Regions from separate parts of the Mus musculus genome. Here region 2 is linked to region 1. A link is a contact called in public ChIA-PET data. All regions are on one chromosome and are shown on one strand. Each heading gives the region's core, a stretch centred on a gene start, on an enhancer-like site or on the middle of the called end of the contact. The rest is flanking DNA. Distances are from core to core; before and after follow the strand shown.

What was found. ChIA-PET counts read pairs in DNA pulled down with a chosen protein or histone mark.
Region 2: a contact with region 1 is called in an RNA polymerase II ChIA-PET map of memory CD8 T cells, with 5 read pairs. The contact joins two enhancer-like sites. A contact is called at or near these places in 1 of 115 datasets of contacts at active chromatin or transcription factors (memory CD8 T cells) and 1 of 9 other capture datasets (adipose tissue).

The regions. Positions count from the first base shown.
Region 1 is chr3:103,295,394-103,300,355 of GRCm38.p6, reverse strand. The region is part of intron 1 of Trim33 (tripartite motif-containing 33); the gene reads right to left. Among named protein-coding and RNA genes, the nearest start is that of Trim33, 19 kb to the right of the region's middle. Within about 2 kb of position 2,100, at least 15 of the 459 cell types and tissues checked have an H3K27ac peak or open chromatin away from gene starts, as enhancers often do. A contact at or near this core is called in memory CD8 T cells, where this site is marked.
Region 2 is chr3:103,714,512-103,719,473 of GRCm38.p6, reverse strand. No RefSeq gene overlaps it. Among named protein-coding and RNA genes, the nearest start is that of Olfml3, 21 kb to the left of the region's middle. Within about 2 kb of position 2,538, at least 97 of the 459 cell types and tissues checked have an H3K27ac peak or open chromatin away from gene starts, as enhancers often do. A contact at or near this core is called in memory CD8 T cells, where this site is marked.

The sequences.
Region 1 (4,962 bases), core at 851-3,350:
GAAGACAGCTACAGTGTACTTACATATAATAAATAAATAAATCTTAAAAAAAAAAAAAGAAACTAGATGAGCTGAAAAAAATGCTCAGTGGTTAAGGGTGTCAGCTGCATTTGCAGAGCTTAATTCCCAGCACCCCATACAGAGTGGCTCACAACCACCTCTAACTCCAACCCTAGGGGAATCTGGCATCTCTGGCCTCCATGTACACTCATGTGCCCATATCTATATACAGATACACATACATACACATTAATAACAAAAACAAATCTTTAACTCAGGAGGCAGAAGTAGGCTGATCCAAGCTAGCCAGGGATACAATGTGAGACCCTGTCTCAAAAAAAAGAAACTAACCAAAACACTATATAAAAATATTAAAGCATAGAATCTTAAATAAAATTTGAAAAGTGTTTTAGGTAACTCACATTAAGGCAGCATACATGTGATGCATACCACGTGTAGAGTATTTAAGCTGTGACACATTAATAATCATCTTAAATAGAGCTAAATAATGGAAACACTGTCAAATACAAAAGTCTGACCGACTGGAAAAAATAAAAACTAGAGTCTATGACATTTAAACCATGACCCACTCCCCAACCTCTTCTCAAAAGGCAACATTCCAGGTGAACGTAGCCAAAAAGACATATTATCCACCAATGTCAGGTCCCCAGGAAGGACCAGCCACAAGCATTTCTCATCCTATCTGTGTTTGAATTTAAACTCCAAAGCTAAGACAGTGTAGCCAGATCTGGAGCTTCCTTCTTTCCCCAATCCCAGTGCAAAGATTTTGCCCCATGCACTGCAGACCAAAAGATGCTGAGGCAGTTCACTTGTAGGACAAAGAATTCGTTCTATGAAAGTGGATTCAATGAAGCCAATAGCTATGGTTTCCTCTACTCAACATCTTGCTCATGTCATCAAGAATTAAGACATGGCCGGGCGGTGGTGGCACATGCCTTTAATCCCAGCACTTGGGAGGCAGAGGCAGGCGGATTTCTGACTTTGAGGCCAGCCTGGTCTACAAGTGAGTTCCAGGACAGCCAGGGCTTACACAGAGAAACGCTGTCTCAAAAAACAAAACAAAAAAGAATTAAAACATGTTCCCATCTAGCACTCCAAAGCATAGGCTCAAGAATCTGCTCAGATGCTGAGATGACTCAGTGGGTAAAGCATTTGCTGCACAAATGTGAGAAGCTGTATTAGAATCCTCCAGAGCACATGGTAAGACAGGTATGTAATATAATCACAGTGCTACTACATCAAGACAGAAGGCAAAGCCAAGAATCCCTGCAAGTCCAGCTAAGCCATACTCAGTGGCAAAACAAAGAAACTGTCACAAAAAGGTGGAAGGCAAACACAGATATCCAAGGTTATCCTATCTTTGTCCTCTAACACTCATACAAACACAATGGGGCCTGTGAGAGAGAGAGAGAGACAGAGAGAGACAGAGACAGAGAGAGAGACAGAGAGAGAGAGAGAGAAAGAGAGAGAGAGAGAGAGAGAGAGAGAGAGAGAGAGAGAACATGGATGTGTATGTGCAGGCACACACAGGTGGAGGCTATGAATCTGCTCAGGGAAAAGGAGGCCATAAGAACAAAAAACTAAAGCCAGGCAGTGGTGGTGCACACCTTTAATCCCAGCACTTGGGAGGCAGAGACAGGTGGATTTCTGAGTTTGAGTCCAGCCTGGTCTACATAGTTAATTCCAGGACAGAGAAGCCCTGTCTCAAAAAAAACAAAACAAACAAACAAACAAACCTACCAAGCTCTTCACCCTAAAACTGATTTGATTTGGAACAGAAAGAAAGACAAGCCTAAGAGCACTCTTTTAAAAACAGGAAATTTTAGTGGCAAACAGTTAAAAAGAAGATGGCAATACCACAGAACAAATGAAACCAGAACTGACAAGACAGCCCACTAAGAACATTCTCCTTCTAGGTTAGAACAAATCTCTAAGATGAACCTCAAACCTGTGGCTCAGGCACTGGGAGTGGGAGATGGGGTAGGACACACCAACGGACGGGACACAAGGACTGTCAGATGGGAACAACTAGCTACAACAGTGCCCCTAGCATGTGCGCGCGCCCGCGCACACACACACACACACACACACACACACACAAACCAGTTACCATAGCCTAACTGCTAGCTGTGACAACAGACAGAACACTTAACAGAAATCAGTCATCCCAAACCTGCTAAAACAATTACTCTCTCATGAAAATCACAAAGGCCAATGCCTTCTAAAAGTAGACGTCAGGTTTCACAATCCAGAATATACACTTTGCTAAAATGATTCCCTTAAATTACTAGGCAAAAATCAGCAAATAACAACTGAGAGTGCTAGAAGTGATAAGAATCAGCATCAGAATTGGGTAGTACGGATAGGAATGTAACTCAGGTGTTAGGCACTTGCCTACTATGCAGATAGTATGCATGATCTTCATGCTGAGCTTGGTCCCTAGCACCTCAGAAAGTGAGCTATGAACACACACCTGCTGTAATCCCAGTATTTAAGAGGTGAGGTGGGGCTAGCAGTGGTTAAGAGCACCGACTGCTCTTCCGAAGGTCCTGAGTTCAAATCCCAGCAACCACATGGTGGCTCACAACCACCCGTAATGAGATCTGACGCCCTCTTCTGGTGCATCTGAAGACAGCTACAGTGTACTCATATATAATAAAATAAACAAATCTTTAAAAAAAAAAAAAAAAAAAGAGGTGAGGTAGGGTTATCAAAAGTTCAAAGTCGGGGCTGGTGAGATGGCTCAGTGGGTAAGAGCACCCGACTGCTCTTCCGAAGGTCCGAAGTTCAAATCCCAGCAACCACATGGTGGCTCACAACCATCCGTAACGAGATCTGACGCCCTCTTCTGGAGTGTCTGAGGACAGCTACAGTGTACTTACATATAATAAATAAATAAATAAATCTTTAAAAAAAAAAAAGTTCAAAGTCTTTCTTGGCTACATACCAAGTTGGAGGGAGCTGGGACATGAGATTCTTGTCTCAAAAATAAATAAATTAGCTGTCTCTCTAGTAACCCTGTAGAGGATTTTTATAATAAACTGTATAGTATGTGATTTCTCTAGGGTGCAAACATACCAATTAGTAAATAAATAAATAAATGCAGGTAGTAATGTTGGAAGATGAACATATGATACATGAGAAATAAGATAAACCAAAAAGACAAGTATAAACCCAATCCTACCAATAATAGCATTAAGTATGAATGGCTTAAAGAATCCAACCAAAAAGCAGGCATTGTTACTGGGTCATAACTCAGTGGAACAACACAAACACAGCCCTCAATTCAAGTCTCAGAAACAAACAAACAAAATAAAAACAAGAACAAGATCTAACTATTCCTGGTGTAAATAAAAGTCAGTTTACACTCAAATACATACACTCAAAATAGAAGAGTGGGGAAAGATGTCATCATACAGAAAGTGAGGGGTGTGACACATGCCTAGTAGCTCAGTTGTTAAGAGCTGGCTGACCTGAAGGACCTAGGTTTGAGTCCCAGCACCTACATGGCAGCTCACAACTCTCCATAACTGGAGAGGCTATATGAGATAGAAATAATAATGACCCTCTAAAGATGTTCTCAGAATCTGTTTCAAAGCAAAAAAAATCAATACATTAGTTTTAATTGTACTTGCTGCAGTAGGGGGGGGGTGTAGCTCATGGGTTTTAATTAAACTTGATGCCAATTTGTCCACTATTATTTTCATTATTTGGCCTCTATTGCCTGTATGAGCTACATAAAATTTGACATCTTTGCTAAGTTTTGCTAGGTTTTACGATTCCCATTCATGCCTCCCATGACCAGATATCTCTGCCATTAATCTGCCACTTAGTGGTTTTCCATTTTGATGACCATATCTATATCATGAATTGGAGAAGGTATTTTCCTTTTGCTTTCCTAGTCGTCTGTCTGATATTGTGGTTCTTTCCTCAGTACTGGCCATTCCATCCTCCAGTCTGCAGCTTCCCATTACTTTTGGCTTTTGGCTTTTGGTTTTTTTTTTTTTTTTTTTTTTTTTTTTTTTTTTTTTGGAATTTTTCAGTGGTTGATGAACTATCAGTAAACCATTCAATAACCAAATGTTGTGACCATTCTGTCCATCTGTCCTCACAGTTCAATAGGTACCTCTTTTAGGGGAGGGGTGAGTGGTTTGGGGATGGGGATTATAGGCAAGTGAGCTATTTCCTCAGTGCAGGAAGGCTACAACTTCCTAGTCACAGTCTATAGGTATCAGTTTCACTGTAATACCTTTCCTTCCATGGCTAAGTCTGGGAAGGACTTTGCCTTCAAACAAATCCAATCCATCACTATAAAGGGTGCCCTTATGACCACAGGGTGGCTGGCAATGACTGAGTATAAGATTCTCCATGCCTTGTAAAATGTCCAGATTTGTCTCTCAGAGAGAGAATATTTACTCTCCATATATGAGAAGTGTTTGTGATAAAAGCCAACAGGCAAATGTCAGTGGACTAGTTTTTGCTTTATGAAGAGTCCCTAGTTGCCAACTCACCAATAAATACGGCATCCATAACTAGGCTATCATTTGGTTCAATATTGATCAGACTTGTATGCATGGAGATGAGCTTACTGGCAGCTAAAAAAGCTGTTCTCTGTTCCTGTCCCCACTGGAAATTAGCTGTCTCTCTAGTAACCCTGTAGAGGATTTTTATAATAAACTGTATAGTATGTGATTTCTCTAGGGTGCAAACATACCAATTAGGAGCTGTATCTGAGTTTTGTCCCTGGGTAGTGGGATTAAAGGTGTGTGCCATCACTTTATTCATGGTAGCTCTAGAATTTAGAAAACAATTTATACAGATTCACTGGGATTAAAGGCATGGGCCCCCGGCACCCTGCTTAAATGTTTTATCTTAGCTCCAAATCACTCCAACTCTTAGAGATTTAGAAAACAAGTTTGAACTGCAATAACCCTTTGAGTT
Region 2 (4,962 bases), core at 1,289-3,788, 420 kb before region 1:
TTGCTGAGCCGGGTTAGGAGCAGAGGAGCTGCCCTGTGGACCTCGTTAGATGGCTCTCCTGCTCACATGATCACAATGGAGAGATGATTTACAGTAACTCTTGATATTAAAAACCTCTGAATGAGACAAGTACCATGAATAACGCTCTGTGGTGAATTTGTTAATGAATTTCTGTGCTAAAAAATGAGTGGGGGTGGGGACTAGACTTGGGGGAAACAAAAGACTGTTGGACCAGAGAAAGACCATGGACCTCAACAAATCAAGTCTCTTAAAGACTCTGGAGAGAAAAATAATTAAACCACTTTTTTTTTAAAAGCTACATCCTGTTCTCAGCTAAGGACAGTCATTAATTTCAAGGTAGAAAGTGGCTTGACATCCTTTTAGTATTCTTAAAATAAATAAACAACTGCCTTTGAAAAAATAGGTTGTGATCCAGGGCGCAAGTAATCTCACTGGCTCTGATCTGTATGTATATGATAAAGTGTGGCCCTTCTGGAGGCTGATTGTAGTATGGTTGGACTTGCGCAGAATGCAGATGTGTGCAGAGGGGCGGGTAAGGAGGCACCTGTCAGCATCTCTTGGTGCTAAGTCTAACCCCTTACCTTCTGGGCCAGGGGGTCCTGCATCTGGCCAGTGGCCAAGGGTGGCTTTCTGGGCATGTGAGCCATGCATTTGCATGCTCCAGGTTTCCTCTCTTGGAAGTCTTACTCATTGAAAATGGGAGCCCGTCTTCTCACTAACAGCTGGCCCGGCAAGGGACTCGTGTGTCAACAGTTTCACCCTGTGTTCACTTGGTGTCTGCCAGATCTAGTCTCTATTCAGGAGGCCATGGAATGAAAAGTTTGCTCTAAAAGTGTGTGTGTGTGTGTGTGTGTGTGTGTGTGTGTGTGTGTGTGTGAAATTGTCTGTCTTCCTAAAGATAGACAAGTTATTGCTTAAAAAAAAAAAAAACCCAGCCTACCTAATTAAAAATATAATACACACTAACTGTGAGGAATGTGAAAGAAGAAAAAAAAAAAATCACCCTCCCCTATGCAACCATAGGCCTTCCTGGTCATTTTATATTTATTTTTGTTTTATTTACATATATACCATTGGAAATATTCAGAAACAATATCTTGGAAGATGTTTTTAGATTTCTCTGTACTGTAGGAGAAAATTTCCCACATGGGTAATTTTTCTTCATGAGAGTTTTATGGCTGCATAAGACTCTCCTCTTACCCAGCAGCCCAGCCTGACTGTGGGCCATTTATGTTTATCGCAAACAGCACTCGGTATTAGTTACTTTTCTCAGAGTTGTGACCAAGTAGCCAGCCAGTGCAGCCTAGAGAAGGAAGGGTTTATCTTGGGTCGCATCCCAGAAGGGGAAGACATGATGGAGGGGTGGGGAGGAAGGGGAAGAGGGGGGACGTGGTGTCTGTAATCAGGAAAAAGACTTGAATGCCGGGCTCAGTTCACATGCTCCAGTTCATTGGTTCTGGGTTCCCAGCCAACAGAAAGGTGGTGCCCTCCTTTAACATGGACCCTCCTTTTCTCAAACCTCTCTGGAGACCTCTCCCGGACACACTCAAAGGTTTCTAGGTGATGGTGATTTCGTCAAGTTGTCAATGAGGACTGAGCATCACACACTGAAGAGAACACACGCATTCCAACACAACCCATCAGACTACCTTCTCAGGCTAGCTTCCTGGAAGTCTAGTTGAGCAAGGCCTCTGGCATATATTGTCTAGCTGCCCCCTGGAAACTTTCCGTTCACAGGAGGAAGGCAGCTGTGGTTCTCTGAGCTCTGCCTATCACCAACACTGCAGCAACTCTCCCTTTCAAAACTGATGGACTGTGCTGCGTCGTGGTGATTTAGAACACAACTAATTCCTCCACTAACCTCACAGTTTTCTGGGGGTGCTTTGGGCCTGGCCCGCCTCCAGTAGCGCTGTGAACCCGCAGTCTACAGATGAGCTCCCTAGAGCAGCTGCATTCCATTGCTGAGGGGAGAGCGACTCTGTGCCCTGCAGAGTCACCACCGGGTACATTCTAGAATGCTGGGCTTGGTTCACATCATTTCATTTTCTTCCTCTTCTTCTTTCTCGTGGTCTCCTGGGGTGAGAGAAATAGCATTCACGTTCTATAGCTTCTGTCAGCTGCATCTCCAGTGGAGAAAGAGCTTCAGGGAGGCGTCCTGAGGCAAGGCTGCTGCTGTCTCTCAGATTACTCCCACATGGCACTGGTCCCTGTTCATGTTTGCAGAATGAGTCTGCTCATTGCCCCATCATCATTTAGACTTGTTCTTAGGTTGTGGGGAAAGAGAATGGTGGGCAGCTAAGTTGTTTACTACAGAGACCTCTCTCTCCCCCTCTCCGTGTGTGTGTGTGTGTGTGTGTGTGTGTGTGTGTGTGTGTGTGTAGCTGCCGCATGCTACTTGTAGGGAGGGAGCTGCCCTAGGGATCTCTTTGAACCCAACAATGGAAATATCTGGATGGTTTGTTCTGGGTCTGTGTCCAGGGTGACTCCCAGAAGCTGGCTCCTGCTAGAGAAGAGGCGGCATGTGGTGAGAGGTTGGGCTGAGGCCTGGCATTACAGACAGACTATGTGCAAACCCCAAAGGAGCCTCGGGTTGCACAGAACTTCTTTTGCTACTGTGGTCCTGGGGCAGTGGTAGTGGGGGGATATAGACTCTCTTCCTGTTTAGCTGCTAGGTCTTCTCTGCTATGGCAGCCACCCCCCCCCTTTTTTTTTCTTTTTCTTTTTTTTCTTTCTTTCTTTTTTTTTTTTTTGCTGTGGTGATTTCTCCATCTGCTAAAGATGGAAGATTTCAGAGCTGGATTGTTTTCCCTGGACCAAATTTCTCTCTCTCTGCCCAGGAGGCCTCCCCTTGCCGCAGCCTGTTCCTCTCCATTGTGTGCAAAGCGCTGCTGGTTTCTGGGCTAGGGTGAAGCATGCATACAGCTGTGGGTTGGCTCCATTCCAGGCGAAGTCACCAGAGACAAAGCAGTGGCCTATGGCTCCTGCGGCCACCACGGAGGAACAAAAGGTTGAGGTCTCTGCCACCCACGAAGCCACATTAAGACTGCCTTCTGCAGGGACACTCAAGGCCAGTGAGGGCAAGAGCCTTCTGCCCCCATTCATCTTCCAGCTCGGTAAATGCAAGCTTCTGAGACTGGGGCCAGACAACACGTCTCAGGTTCTGCAAGTTCTCCAGAACTGCTTCAGTTTTTGACTTTGTGTGTGTGTGTGTGTGTGTGTGTGTGTGTGTGTGTGTGTGTGATATGCTGTGCAAAAATTCTTATACCATTTGTGCTGTGAAACTTACTGCTAGCCAAGGTTTCTGTATATGCATCCTTGGGGAACCTATGAAAAACTCCCTCTTTAAAAGGGCTGAATTTTACACAAGTGTGAGGAATATTCCACAGCGTTTCTAATGAGAACAACTCCCTTCACAGAGCTTTTCATCAGCAGCAAATGCTGTGCGGTGGCTCACTTCACTTCAATGGCACCAGAAGCTGGGCATCGCCATTGCCAGGACCATTTGGCAAAGTAGGGAAGAGAAGCTTAGAGGCCAAATGACTAACCAATGCCATGTGGGACAGTTATCCATGAGCAAAATGCCAATCTGAACCCAAAGCCTATGCATGCCCTTAGATTTATAAGAATTTCCCTTGAGAGGCTAGGCAGTGAAGAGACAAGAATTGAATGTGGTTATATAAATGAATGTCAATATATATCTATACAGGTATTGATATAGACATATAGACACATGTGTATATATTAGGCTATAGACCAGGAAGGGACTTCGCCTGCTCACACAGAATCAGCAAAGCCTGCCCGGAGGCTGTGAGTGGGGAGCACGCTTGTAACCACAGCACTGAGGACCTGAAGCGAGGGATCAGGAGCTCCAGGCCAGGCCAGGCTGTGTAACAAGACCCTGCTTCAGAAAAGACTAGACTGTGACAGTGGCCAGGGGAATGCATAAGCACAGGGGTGAGACCATCTTTAATGGTTTGGGTTTGCAGAGGTAAGAAAGAATTCCCTCCTAACGTGATATTTCATTGAGTTTCTAGTATGTTCTTGTATTGAGTGCTAGAGATACCAAGCAAAGGGTCTTATATTTCAAGAGCTCTTCCGGAGCAGGCTCACTAACCCATGAGACAAGCATAGAATGGGTGACCCTGCCTGAGGAGGCTCCTCTCCACCTGCGGCTGCAATGGCTGAAGAGCCAAACAAAAGGACAAGGTGTGCCCCGTTCAGACGAAGCAAGCGGACTGAGAAAGCTGTGGGCTCCTTAGCCCACCCGGAAGTGAGGGCTGGTTTCACTTTCTCAGGGCAGGGAGTGTTGCTTCATCATATGTCTATAAGAAAAAACTGAGCGGCAGGTCTAAACTCACGTCACAGACTTTTAAAGTTCTCCCTGAGAAATCTGTGCAACTTCTGGAATCCCATAGAAGGTGTTAAGAACAGGCGTTGTAGTTTTTAAAAGCTGAGTCTGGCATCTGGTGGTGGGTCAGAGGGCCCAGGGAGCTGGAGAATGGTTACTGCATGGACAGGGATGAGAATGGGAGGGCTCAGCTAAGAGTCTCCTGGCTTGAGCCAGGTCACACCGCTTAGGATGTGGAAAGCAGTGTGATTCCTGAACCCAGGAGAAATCGCACAATTATATATCAGTGGGGATAAATCTTCACCTTCGGTGTTGGACAGTGGTCTTACGCTGGAGAGAAGAGCAGGGTAAGGACTCTCTCCCTCCACTGCCAGCACTCCCAATCAGAATGGAGGGAGGAGTCTGAAGGGGCGGGACTCAGAAGGCCCCACCCACCCAGGCTCAGGCTTCTGCAGGTGCAGATCACAGGGGTGAAGCTTTGCTCCTCTCACGGTGAACTCCACTACTAGGCCCAAGGCCTTACAAGAAATGCCAAACCAATAAAAACTGATTGCTGGGGAAGAACACCAGTGTATGAAGATCACAAACAAAAG